2 separate regions of the Mus musculus genome follow, and region 1 is linked to region 2. A link is a contact called in public Hi-C data. All regions are on one chromosome and are shown on one strand. Each heading gives the region's core, a stretch centred on a gene start, on an enhancer-like site or on the middle of the called end of the contact. The rest is flanking DNA. Distances are from core to core; before and after follow the strand shown.

Evidence for each region. A called contact is a pair of places that touch in the nucleus more often than the background predicts.
Region 1: a contact with region 2 is called in a Hi-C map of liver, with 2.2 times the contacts expected there. The contact joins two enhancer-like sites. A contact is called at or near these places in 1 of 15 datasets of contacts at CTCF or cohesin (the NIH/3T3 cell line), 2 of 484 Hi-C or Micro-C datasets (liver and nephron progenitors) and 2 of 115 datasets of contacts at active chromatin or transcription factors (extraembryonic endoderm stem cells and trophoblast stem cells).

What each region holds. Positions count from the first base shown.
Region 1 is chr15:96,855,811-96,862,022 of GRCm38.p6, forward strand. No RefSeq gene overlaps it. Among named protein-coding and RNA genes, the nearest start is that of Gm32677, 20 kb to the left of the region's middle. Within about 2 kb of position 2,126, at least 10 of the 459 cell types and tissues checked have an H3K27ac peak or open chromatin away from gene starts, as enhancers often do. A contact at or near this core is called in liver, where this site is marked.
Region 2 is chr15:96,740,743-96,746,653 of GRCm38.p6, forward strand. No RefSeq gene overlaps it. Among named protein-coding and RNA genes, the nearest start is that of Slc38a2, 44 kb to the left of the region's middle. Within about 2 kb of position 2,814, at least 135 of the 459 cell types and tissues checked have an H3K27ac peak or open chromatin away from gene starts, as enhancers often do. A contact at or near this core is called in liver, where this site is marked.

The DNA of each region.
Region 1 (6,212 bases), core at 876-3,375, 110 kb after region 2:
ACAGTGAGGTAGCCTCATTCCTTCATCATCTCTGCTGACTTTACCCCCTTGTGAAGATCTGCAGACTTCTGCTGGTCTCCTGTTACACTTCCGATTAATTGGGTTCTTAGAGCCCACATAGGAAGAAGGGTGTAGAGGAAGTCTCTTTTGCTTTCCTCTACAGTAGGGGATAAAGTGGTGGTGAGAGGCCACGTCTGGTAAAAGTCAGGTTATGGGATTGTCTGCTGCTGAAGATGAGTGTGTTCTGGTTCATTCATCCATCTATTCATTAGGTGTTTAGTGAGAACTTACTGTGTGTGACATACTTAGTTAAAGGACAGTGTCTTAGTGTTCTGTTGCTGTGAAGAGACACCATAACCATAGCAACTCTTATAAAAGAAAACATTTGATTAGAGCTTACAGTTTCAGAGCTTTAGTCCATTGATGTCATGGTGGGGAACATGACAGCACACAGGCAAACATGATGCTGGAGAAGTCGCTGAGAGCTACATTCTGATCCACAAGCAGAGAGACTTTGGGTTTGGCACGGACTTCTGAAACTTCAAAGCCCACCTCCAATGACACACTTCCTCCAACAAGGCCACACCTCCTAATCCTTTCAAATAGTGCCACTACCTGGGACCAAGCATTTGAATCTATGAGTCATTCTCATTCAAACCACCACATATGAAACAGAAACAGTCATGGTCTCTAGGACTCCAGAGTATGGGGTGCTGAGGCTATGCCAACGGATAGCTCAGTGTTGTGTAAAAATGCCACAGTTACAGCAGGCAGAGAGTGGTGCAATTCCAGGTGAAGGGGGTGCTGTGGAGGGGTAACAGAGCCAAGATGGTGGATGTTCGAGTTGTAATTAAAGAGCAAATAGAGATATTTGCCTAGAGGACAGTGGGAGAAGTAGTCACGGAAGGGGGTAGCCTGGGCAAAGGGCACAGTCCTAAGGAGGAGCTTGTGGGTAGGGTGTGAGGGGTCATAGGGGGTAATGCTCAATGGTGTCACTGATAGACCCTCACCCTCACTCATGGGGGCAGTTCTGACCCAGAAAAGGGCCTGACTAGACTTTGGTGATTGACAGATGACTCTAGACATCCTGAAGCTGCTGCGCTGGAGGGAGGCGTGCAGAGACTCATGGGTAAGGAGAGCAGATCACCACTGTGACTGTACCACATGTAAGCACACACTGCTCCCTTCGCTGTGGAGTGGGACGGGGCTGCGTAAATGCTGTGTCTACACTGAGCACAGGTCTAAGATGTTCAGTTGGCTCTTTTTTTTTTTTTTTAAGACTGGGTCTTGTGTGGTTACAAGGCTGGCCTTGAACTTGCTGTGTAGGCAAGGATGGCCTTAAACTCATAATCCTCATGTTTCTGCCTCTAGTGTGATGGGATTACAGGCGTACATTTAGGTCTTATGATATAATTCAAAGCCTCAGAAAGCCAGGAAAACCTATTAAGACAAGGGAAGTCAGACACGGAGCAGTTTTTGGTTTCTTTGTGTACACATGTTATTTTTCTACATTCAGGCCAAAAGCTTTCAGGTTATTATTAGCCCATTTGAACATCTCACCAACATAAGGCTAATAACAATGTGAACTTGATTTTACTTTATGCACATTGGTGTTTTGCTTGCATGTATGTCTGTGTGAGGATGTCGGATCCCCTGGAGTTACTGACAGCTGTGAGCTGCCATGTGGGTGCTGAGACTTGAACCCAAGTTCTTTGGAAGAACAGCCAGTTCTCTTAACCACTGAACTATCTCTCCAGCCCCAACAGCGTGAACTTGTGTTAAACCCACTCTAACTGGGATTTAAGGAAGGCATTTCTAAAGGAATTCTCCAACAGGGCAAATGAGAAGGTTCAATTTCACTAAAAACCTGGACTTGATACATACATTTAGTTGTAGTTTTACAAATATGTTTGACAACCAAGCCCTAAAGACACATTTTGACTAAAGATTCCTTTGTCCTCAAAAGAAGGAAGGAAGGGAGGGTGCTGTTAAATCCAGGAGCTATTTTTTTCTGTTTTTGCTCTCACCTTCGCCATTTCTGTGGCTGAGACTCTGAACAGGGAGTGCTGGGGCAGATCCCCTCTAGCAATCCAACCAGGTCAAGGGTAACAGGCAGACAAGGAAAAACAAACATTTAAAGGCAACAATGTTGCAGAAATGAAGCCGGTGGGAGGGGTAAGCCAGACTCTTTTACTTTGACTGTGAGATAACGTCCTAACAGGTGCTGGGACTTAGGTCAACATTATTAATAGAATGGAAATTCTAATGGGAGCAGCAGAGTGATCCTGGGAGCTAAGCACTAAGACCCTGGTAAGGAGCAAATGGTCTCAAATATCCCCTTGTCACAGAAGGGGTCCTCGTCGCCAGCTACACCTCCCTCTCCTACCTCATTTACCTCAGTGTTAGGCATCACTTTATCCTGCCTTGAATGCTGTTTGGTTTAACTGGAATCTACCAACATACTTACCTACCTCGTCCCTCTATTGGGGTTGCTGCTGGTGTAGCATAGAAAGGCCTTTGAAACAAGCTGGTATGTTACTCCAAATATTTCCCAGCATCTAAGGCTTCTAGATAGCAGTTACCCATTGGAATGGCAGGTGAGGAGTGCTGGCTCCCGACAGCTTAGATTTCTGACTCTGCCTCTTAGGCATGTGGCCCAAGGATAGTTCTATCCTTCTCTGTCTGACTTTCTCCCAGCACATGAATGATGAACTTCTGCGGTTGTACTTTGATTTTTTATTTATTTTTGAAACATGGCTTCAGTCTTAGCCCAGGCTGGTAAGAACTCAGTACATAGCACAGGCTGGCTTAGAACTTTTGGCAATCCCTCTGTCTCAACCATTTGAGTTCTGGAATCACAGAGTTGACCCACCTTATCTGGCTTGAATGATGTACTTTTAAAACCCATAAAATGTGACTTCTGTTGTCTACTACTTAATATTGGGCCGCTACTGTTAACATGCGTTCACAGTTTCAAGATTATTACAAATGGGAAACTTCCTCCAGCTCATACCTGTGAGTGGCTCACCTTATTTTAACAGAGTAGAGCCAAGATAGTCTACAGAATCAGCAGTGTGATGGCTGAAGAGACCAAAGAACGAGCCATGGTTAGACTCCCCAATAAATGGTGAAGATGGGAGTGGTTTCTCACATGGCCTGTCAAGTTCACCCAGGACACATGGGTCTTCATTTGGATTAGAAGCATGTGTGTGTGTGTGTGTGTGTGTGTGTGTGTGTGTGTGTGTGTGTGTGTGTGTGTGTATAAGCACTATGAACAACGTGGGTGCACTATGGGCAGTATGGGAGCACTATGAGCAATGTGAGAGCACTATGAGCAATGTGGAAGCACTATGGGACTTGTGAGAGCACTATGGGAAGTATGGGAGTACTATAGACAAAGTGGGAGCACTATGGGATATGTGGGAGTACTATGGGCAATGATACACACGCAGGAGGGCAGCTTTCAAGGTGGATTGTTCTGGAAGGAGAAAGTGAATGAAAGCTGGGAGGGACTGGTGAGACTGTGGTGCTAAGCCCTGAACACTGTGCTAAAGGAGCTGGATAAGGTTCAGAAAGTAATGGTTCAGCCCCTGAAGAAACTATTGAAACTATTTAGGGCAGCACAGGGGCATATTTCTGTTTTAGAAAATCCACATCAATGGGGAACCTGCTGGATGGTAGGGATCGAAGGAGGAGATAAGAGCAGAGTTAAAAGGCTTTAATGCTATTTTAAGGGAAAACACGATATGGGCCTGAGTGATTACAGCAGAGACAGGGAGGGAAGATTGACCACGGCTGTGTCCATTGGACAAGGTCATCAGACTGAAGATCACATCCACTCTAGAGAAAAAGGAGAAACAATGTCTAAGGCATGTGCCTACTCTGAGCAACTAGATAATATTAGGAAGCAGACACACAGTGTCTCACTCAAAGAAATTCACTGTTGAACAGGAGAGGGACAAACAATTTTTTAAAAGAGCGCACAGCATGGATTAGGATTGGGGAATTTTCAAGCCTGTGTTACGTCTGTGGCAGTCTGCAGAGTGCTTTGCACATGCCTTTCCTCTGTATGTTTATGCCAATCTGTAAACATAGCCTCTCCCAGTCATCACCTGTGAGTGGGTATGGAGCCTTGGCAGGATTTTTGAGGCCCTAAGTGACTTTCCCTCTGGATTTAGCTTTCTTATATATATTATATATTTTGAAGCCCAAGGAGCTACATCAAAAATTCATCCTTTCCTTTACAAAATGTAACCTCTTATTCCAAAGAAGAGGCGCGTGCAAACCGTCACTAGTCATTTGTCCACAAAGAGTCCCTGTCTTGGGTCTGGTCTTGTGCACAGGACAAGGAACGGATGAAATTTCTGTTATCAGGGAGAAGGGAAAAGAAGTACAGACTACATGGGGTTAACCATTATGGAATATTGTTGGAAAATCAGTTCAGATGACTTAGTAAGTTTTAGGCAGATAGAAACTTAATTCATAAGGGTTTTGTTTGTTTGTTTGTTTTTGGGTTTTTTTTTTTCTTGTTTTTTGTTTTTTTGAGACAGGGCTTCTCTGTATAGCCCTGGCTGTCCTGGAACTCACTTTGTAGACCAGGCTGGCCCCGAACTTAGAAATCTGCCTGCCTCTGCCTCCCGAGTGCTGGGATTAAAGGCGTGCACCACCACTGCCCAGCTAATTCATAAGTTTATTCTTTATCCTTTGTTATAATTTAGACCAGCCAGAGGAAGGTAGAGAAGCCAGATCCTGAGCCTGAGTTCTGATCTCTGACCTGACATCTATCTGTTTGTTGCCCCACATGGAAGATCTAGGTTAATGACGGATCTTCCACCGAGATCTGAGCATCTTTGAAGGTGTGCTAGCATTGAGTGGATAGATTACTGTCTTTGTTATTGTGTTCATTGACATATGCTTGTGTGTGTGGAGGGGTGGTAGGTAGAATGCAAGGCAGGAGGATGTCAAGAATGAATGGGCATGGCCCATCAAGACAAGTGGACTGTACGTGGAGTGGACCATCCCATGCGTGTGTGTACCACTGTTGGTTGACTGACTGAATTCTCTCTCCATCACTCTCCAGAGTCCTCAGAAGTTGGTTCTCACAAAAATGGCAAGAATTTCTGTCTCAAGAACATGTTGAGTCCCCTTGACTAACCTTCTCACTCATTCTTAGAAAGGGCATCACCCCTTTTCCTGCAGACAGAAGTGTCTAAGTTGTAGTTAATATTTTTAGGGACTAGGGCACAGCCAATGAGGTGATCAACCCCAGGGTGACATACACCAGGATAGACTTGAACTCCAGATCATGCCTACTTGCGTACGTAGTTTTGGCCCCACCTCCTAAGTGCTGGGATTAGAGGTGCGTGCCACAGTGCCCACCCCAAATCCTTTATAATTGAGGAATGTGTTTATTCAAAACTCTAGCAAACATGATGCAATTTTGGGATCCAGTAAGTCTACCTACAAGAAGAATAATCTAAAAATCCAAGTATTTCTGTTCAAAGCTTTTTTATAGAATTATAGCTACTTTTCTTGGAGTTGATTATTGTTTGTCAAGCCAAGCAGTGGTAATTAAGGCGAACTGATACCTACAGCATCCGTGTATTAGAGGGTAAGCTCCTTTCCATTGCCCTCGTTTGTCCTTCGTTGTTGATTACACTTTCCATTTCTTCCAAGGCCTACAGGAAAGGCTGGCAATTTTTTAATCATCAAATCAAAGCTCCTTCTTAGAATCATTTCATTTGGTGTAATGCAAGGCACGCTGTGGGTAATTCGATCAGCTCGGTCATTCCCACAATTAGAACAAGATCATACCTTCCTGAAATATTCGCTAGGTCCACTGTTGGAGTCACACAAAAGCAATGCGCATAGTCTGGATATCGTGTGGCCCCAAACCAGTTGTTGCTTTAAAATACTACGTACACAAGTAGGCATGTAAGGATTACCTCTGAAAGTTTGTCTGTCATCTCAGTAAACCACGTTTGCTGATCCTCTCTATGTTTGGCTTGTTAGTTGGTGACTAAGGACACACAAATCGGGGCATTTCACCACCTTCTCTGTTTGGTGGGTGTGTTGTGGCTGTCCACCCATGGGAGATTCTCCATCTTCTCTCTGTTTGGTGGATGAACTGTGGATAGCCACAAGCCTTCCCAAGATCTGAATGGTCAGGGAAAGCCATGTTGAGGCTCACTGAGTGCTCTGTCAGGCCTGTT
Region 2 (5,911 bases), core at 1,564-4,063:
GAAACCACGGCTGTCTGTACTTGAAATTATGCAATGGATTTCCTTTTCTGATCACTTTTTGCACTAAAACCTTTTGACCCTTGTTTTCATGACTTCAGTTTTTAAAAATGGAAATAAAAATAGTATCAGTTAACCTTTAAGAAGCCTAGATTAACATAGTTTTAAAATATCATGTCATTAGGTCTCCAGAAGATAACACATCAAGTATCTCTATTAGTTATCATTTGTTCAGTATATACGCCTCTGTATGGCAGGCATTACATTACACTTTATATACAGGCATTGCACTACACTATATAGTTCCTATTTTATTGAAACGATAGGGGGCAGAGGAAGGGAAAGATACTAGTGTACTTGTATTTTAATATTTGCTAGGGCTTAGTTACACGAATTCTAGCTCCTTCTTCCCCGAACTCCATTAAAACAAAACAAAACAAAAAAAGGTTATGCCAAATGTCAGGACTTAATTTGAACCATTTTTGTTTGTCTATGCATGTTTGTGTGCCTGTGTGCACATGTACTTATATGTGTGGTGGACCAAAGCTGGAGTTGGTGTCTTCCTTAATCACTCTCTATGTATTGAGGCAAGTTCTTGTTGAACGTGGCCGATCTACCTGGCCAGCCTTCTCAGGGATCTCTGCCTCTACCTCCCGAGTGCTGGACTTACAGTAGCTGCTACACCTTCCCTGTTTCAGCCTGAGTTCTGAGACCCATTGTGTCAGGAGCTTTATCCACTGAGCCATATCTTCATGCCCATGTTAAGTGCTTTTGAAAGTCATAATTAACCCATATTTCTAGTATGAAGCTTTCCAAATATAGCACTATTTTCTGTGGCAGAGATAACTAATTCCAGGTTAGGATAATCAGCCCAACACCTACAAATGGATCCCAGATATTGAAACACAACATTTGTGTTAGGTTTCCAGAACAGAAAAACATTGCAAATTTCATCTAGCATCTACACATTAAAATCACTTATCATTTTTAAAAAAAGAAGATTATTATATGTGTATAATAGTGTGGATGTGTAGCACATGCCTTTAGGGCCAGAAGAGGGTGTCTCATCCCTATAACTGGAGTTCAGGTGGTTGTGAGCTATGCTGGGAACCGGACCTAGGTCTTCCGCAAGAGCAGCAAGTGCTCCTAACTGCCGAGCCATCTCTGTAGCGCTCTAGAATAACAGAAAAGGCGTCTAGTTTCATTTCCTAGAGTCAAGCAGCCAGTCCCTTCAGAGCTGTGTGGGTTAGATGCCATTCATTCTTGGCCCTCTTTCTTCTCCTCTTAAAGTTTCAGTCCACATCCCCAGCCCTTCCTTATGCAGCTTACATTACCTTTGACATCTTTCAGCCTGGCTCTTACTGTCCATTTACTATGGTCTTACATAGGAGTCTGTCCAAGCTGAAAGAAATCCTATTAGAACTTTTGGTGGTGGTGGTGGTGCAAAATATGTAAAAAAATTTTTTTTGGTAAAATATTTTAAAGTTAACTTTAGAAGAATCATTGTCTTAAAATGCCGAGTCTTTTAAAACAAAGCCACGACACTACTTTCTATTCTCTTGAAACTTTTTAAAGAGGACTGCTGTTTGTCTTGCTGTCTTTGTGAACATCTCACTCTGTGTGTGTGTGTGTGTGTGTGTGTGTGTGTGTGTGTGTGTGTGTGTCTCCTTCCACCATCTAGGCCCTGGGAACCAACTCAAGTGTGAGTAGAGCTTAGATCATTAGGCCTGGAGGCAGAGGCCTTTCTGTGTTGAGCTCTCTCTCTGGCCCGCCCTGTTCTATCTTCTGGTTGTTGGCATGCACGGGGATTATTGATGTCTCCATAGTTTGACAGTCAGGTGTCATGCTGGATCAATCCATGACGATGACGTTGGTGGTAGCTTTCCCACAAGGTCTCTTGAGTTCTTCAGCTAAGCCATCATTTTACCTGCAGGTCTCCATGGCTGTAACAGACAAATAGTGGTGACGATGAGGTGTCCTGCTAACCTGTCTGTGTGCACATGCAGCAAGGTCTCTCCGGGTCCCTGCCTGATTGCAGAAGTGATGTAAGCTGTCAAACACAAGCACACACAAAACAGCCAAAGTCTCAGTCAGCTCGAAGCAGAGCAAGACACACATGCAAATAAAAGCTCTTCTCGTACGCAGTTGCTGGTTAATCAGTTGTTACAGTGCTGGTAGGGGACAAAACAAAAGGACATCGCTACACCCCGCTGTCCCCGAATAACCGCCGGTCTTGCGTTCTCTGTGCCTTACAAAAGTGTTAGATAATGTATAATAAATACAGATTTGGGCCTGTAAAGCACTCCAATAAGATGTTACTTTGTTGCCCGTTGCTATGTATAGTTCCTTACAAGATTTAATTTGAAAACCAAGTTTAGTTGACGAGAAAAGTGGAACCTGTCTCAAGGAGTCCTGCCTCTCAGTTTGGGGACACAGAGCTGTCACTTGGAGCTCAGTGCCAGTGTGTTAGCAACCCGCATTCTCTGTATTGTGTGTATCATACTGCAGAGAGGGCGTCTTAGACTCCTATGTGTGACATTTGGAACAATTCCAGTTGTGTGCTTACCTGCAGTGTAAGGATAGTTAAGATAACACGGGTAGGGAAGCTGCCCTGCCCAGTGAAGGAAGTGATTCATTGACAGCCATGCTTGGGGAAACGCAACTCAGGATTGCATCAGCCAGCATTTGAAAACAACGGGTCCCAGGAAATTGTTTGGAAATCCATCCTGGCACTTTCCCTTATTGGTCTAACTACTGGCTGGGTTAATGCAAGCAGCTGCCGCTGGTGCTGTGCGTTGCTGGTTATGTACTCTGGTAGCTCTGGAAGGGGTGTGGGAGGCTCTCTCATTTGCTCACTGAGGGAAATGAGGCCCACAGAGGACCTGGGGTTTGCTCAGTGTTGCGTAAGCAGAAGGTGGTGGAACCAGGAGTTCCTAAATTATCCAGTTCTGCCAAGGTAGCATGAGGGCATGGGTTGTAATCGGATCTCTTAGAAACTTGCTTTTCTGACTTGGGGAATGGACTCCATACTCTGCGGTAACGTTGTAAATATGACACGAAACCCTGTGAGCGCATGCATGTAAAACATCGCAGGCAGTATTTTCACATACACAGAACACTGCATTTATGAATCACGTCTGTATTATGTATCGCCTTCTACTCTTCCCTCCTACCATCTTGTCGACAGGCATAGGCTTAACTTACACTTCTAGACATCCACCCCAAATCTTTTACCTACATTGTAGCAAATTACAGCACGGTTTATGAAATCCCCGACCTAATGGTTTCTCTGGGGACTAACTTAGAGCAAATTTCCTCCAGTATTTTCATTGTTAGCCTCTTCGTCCATTTTGCAAAGGCCAAGAGCATTTCCAGGTGATCAAGATGAAGCTACGGTTTGTTGAATCGTACCGTTGGATGGTGTCCGGACGGAGCTGTAATACATGAGCCAGATGACATATCAGAAGAGGCCATAAACATGGGGCCGAAGCAGAATCACAAAAATGCACTTATCTGCCAACGCATTGGTGTAAGCAGTTACACAGCTGGTCAGGAATTTCCTGCCGTGCCATTTCCCCTCCCCCCTATGGAACTTTTCAATGGCTTGAAATGGGCGCCCGCACCTCTTCCTCGGGCCTGGCGCCTGGCTGTTATCAGCTCCATTCAGCTATTCCTCCCTATAAGGTTTGGAGTGCTCCTGACACTTGTGAATGGGTGTGCCCAGGAATGTGTGTCTGTGTCTGTGTCACCGAAGACCCGGTGTCATCTTCCCCTTCTCTCACACAGGAGTGCTGTGAGTGACTTTTCTAACACGTATTAGTTCTTTAGACGTCTAGGAAAACAGTTTCATAAGATCAGAAGCCATGCGTGTTTTACCAGAAATAATCTCCTAAAACACTGATATGTCAAGTAGCGGTGAAGAAACTTCCAGGGAGCCGAGGAAGGGAATTGGAGTATTTTTCTTGTCTTTTTAATTTTTTTAAAGACTTATTTACGTGGGTGAGTGTTTTGTCTGTGCATGAAGTGTACATCAAGTGCCCTCAGAGGTCAGAATAAGGCATTGTTTTCCCTGGGACTGGAGTTACAGATGACTGCAAGCCACTCTGTGCTCTTAACTGCTGAGCCATCTCACCAGCCGCTAATCTGAGTATTTCTAGTTAGAACTGTGAGGCAAAGTGAAACAGGATGCTGCAGAGGGTGCCATGAAGCTTGGCTGCCCACAGGGTCCAGGGCAGCCCCACAGCCAACTCAATGAGCTGGTGGAGCACTGGGGGATTCAGTTCTGTTTTCTTCAGCTCAAGAAATGGGAGCGCTGGCCAGTGCTCTTCATCTCTGACTTATTTTGCGAAGTCAAATGAAACACCCTGAAAATCTTCATTTAGATACACAGAGGAAAACTCCCACAGCCCTGTTTTAGCCCACAGACATGCAAATTAACCTATTTTAGCAAATTAACCTATTTTAGCGTGTGTTCCGATCGTGAACAGGAAGTAGCATAGAGAGGGAAATTTGATGGTTTTTAGCTTTCCATGGAGAGACTAGGCCCTTTTGTTTGTTTGTTTTTTTTAAATTAGATTCAGTAATAGCAGATATTTAGGAATTATCAGTTTCCTAAATATAATCTAATGTAAACCCCCTTTTTTATTATCAATTTCATAACAATCTACAAGGACAGGGAGAATATCACTATCTTTTTAAACTCTCTTGGCAGCCCCTTTATGCAGCTGTCAGGTGAGCTTTATCAGGTGTGTTAACTCACTAGGATTACAATTTCTGACAAACTGCACAGGCAAGTGCCTCTGGTGTGGCAGGTTATTCCTTTAATCCCAGCACTACAGAGGCAGAGGCGGGCAGATCTCTGAGAGCTTCAGGCTAGCCTGGTCTACATAGGGATTCCAGGACAGCCAGGGCTACACAGTGAGACCTGTGGGGAAAACATAAAAGAGAACATGCCATTACTACTCTCTTGACCTTACAGTGGAGCTAATGTCTAGAAATGCAAACACAAGTTCATAGAGATTTTACTGGGCAACTGGACGAGGGGTAAACCAGGAATGTGTGTCTTGGAAGGAGCAGGAAGAATAGCCATGACTTCTTCAGGTGATGGCCTATTTTGTAAGACTGGAAACTCGGCGACAAATGTGTTTAGAAGCAGAAGGGAAATTTACTTTGAAAACATTAGCTGCTCAGTAAGTAGGCATGTTGAAAATGAAAACATCAGCAGCAAAAGCTTTTGTAACTACAATTGCTATTATTTATTTTTGTTTTTTACAATACTGGGGTTTGAACCAGGATCTTGTAGGTGCCAGGCAAGTGTTTATCAGCTGAGTTATAGCCTCAGCCTTCAAAATTATAATTTATAGGAAAACAGAATTTCATTGTTATAAGAACAGACTGCATAAAGGCAAAAGCCATTCTTAGACAAAGCTCGTAGAATAGTGTTTAGTAAAGACAGCAGATAGAAACAGACATGTGTCAATAAGTCGATAACAAAGTAATTATAAATAATCATATTATAAAATACATAGGTCCTTAGTAAGGAATTAGCTGAAACATACTGACGACATGAGAGAAGACTTGAATGTATGACTGGCTTGGTTTTTTTTTTTTTTTTTTCTTTCTAATTTTCAAAACAGGGTCTTCATGATGTAGCTCTGGCTGTCCTGAAACTCACTCTGTAGACCAAGATGGCCTGGAAGTCACAGAGATCTGCCTGCCACTGCCTCCCAAGTACTAGGATTAATGACTTTCACCACTACCTAGGTCTGATCAGAATGGCTTTTATTTGGGAGTATTTGATACTGTAACAGCTTGCATTCTTTCTAGAAGAATCTAATTGGTTAACGTTAGTGGAATTAAAAATTCAATAGATATTGTTTTACACTTGTGAAATTAATTGCTTAGTGGAAGACTG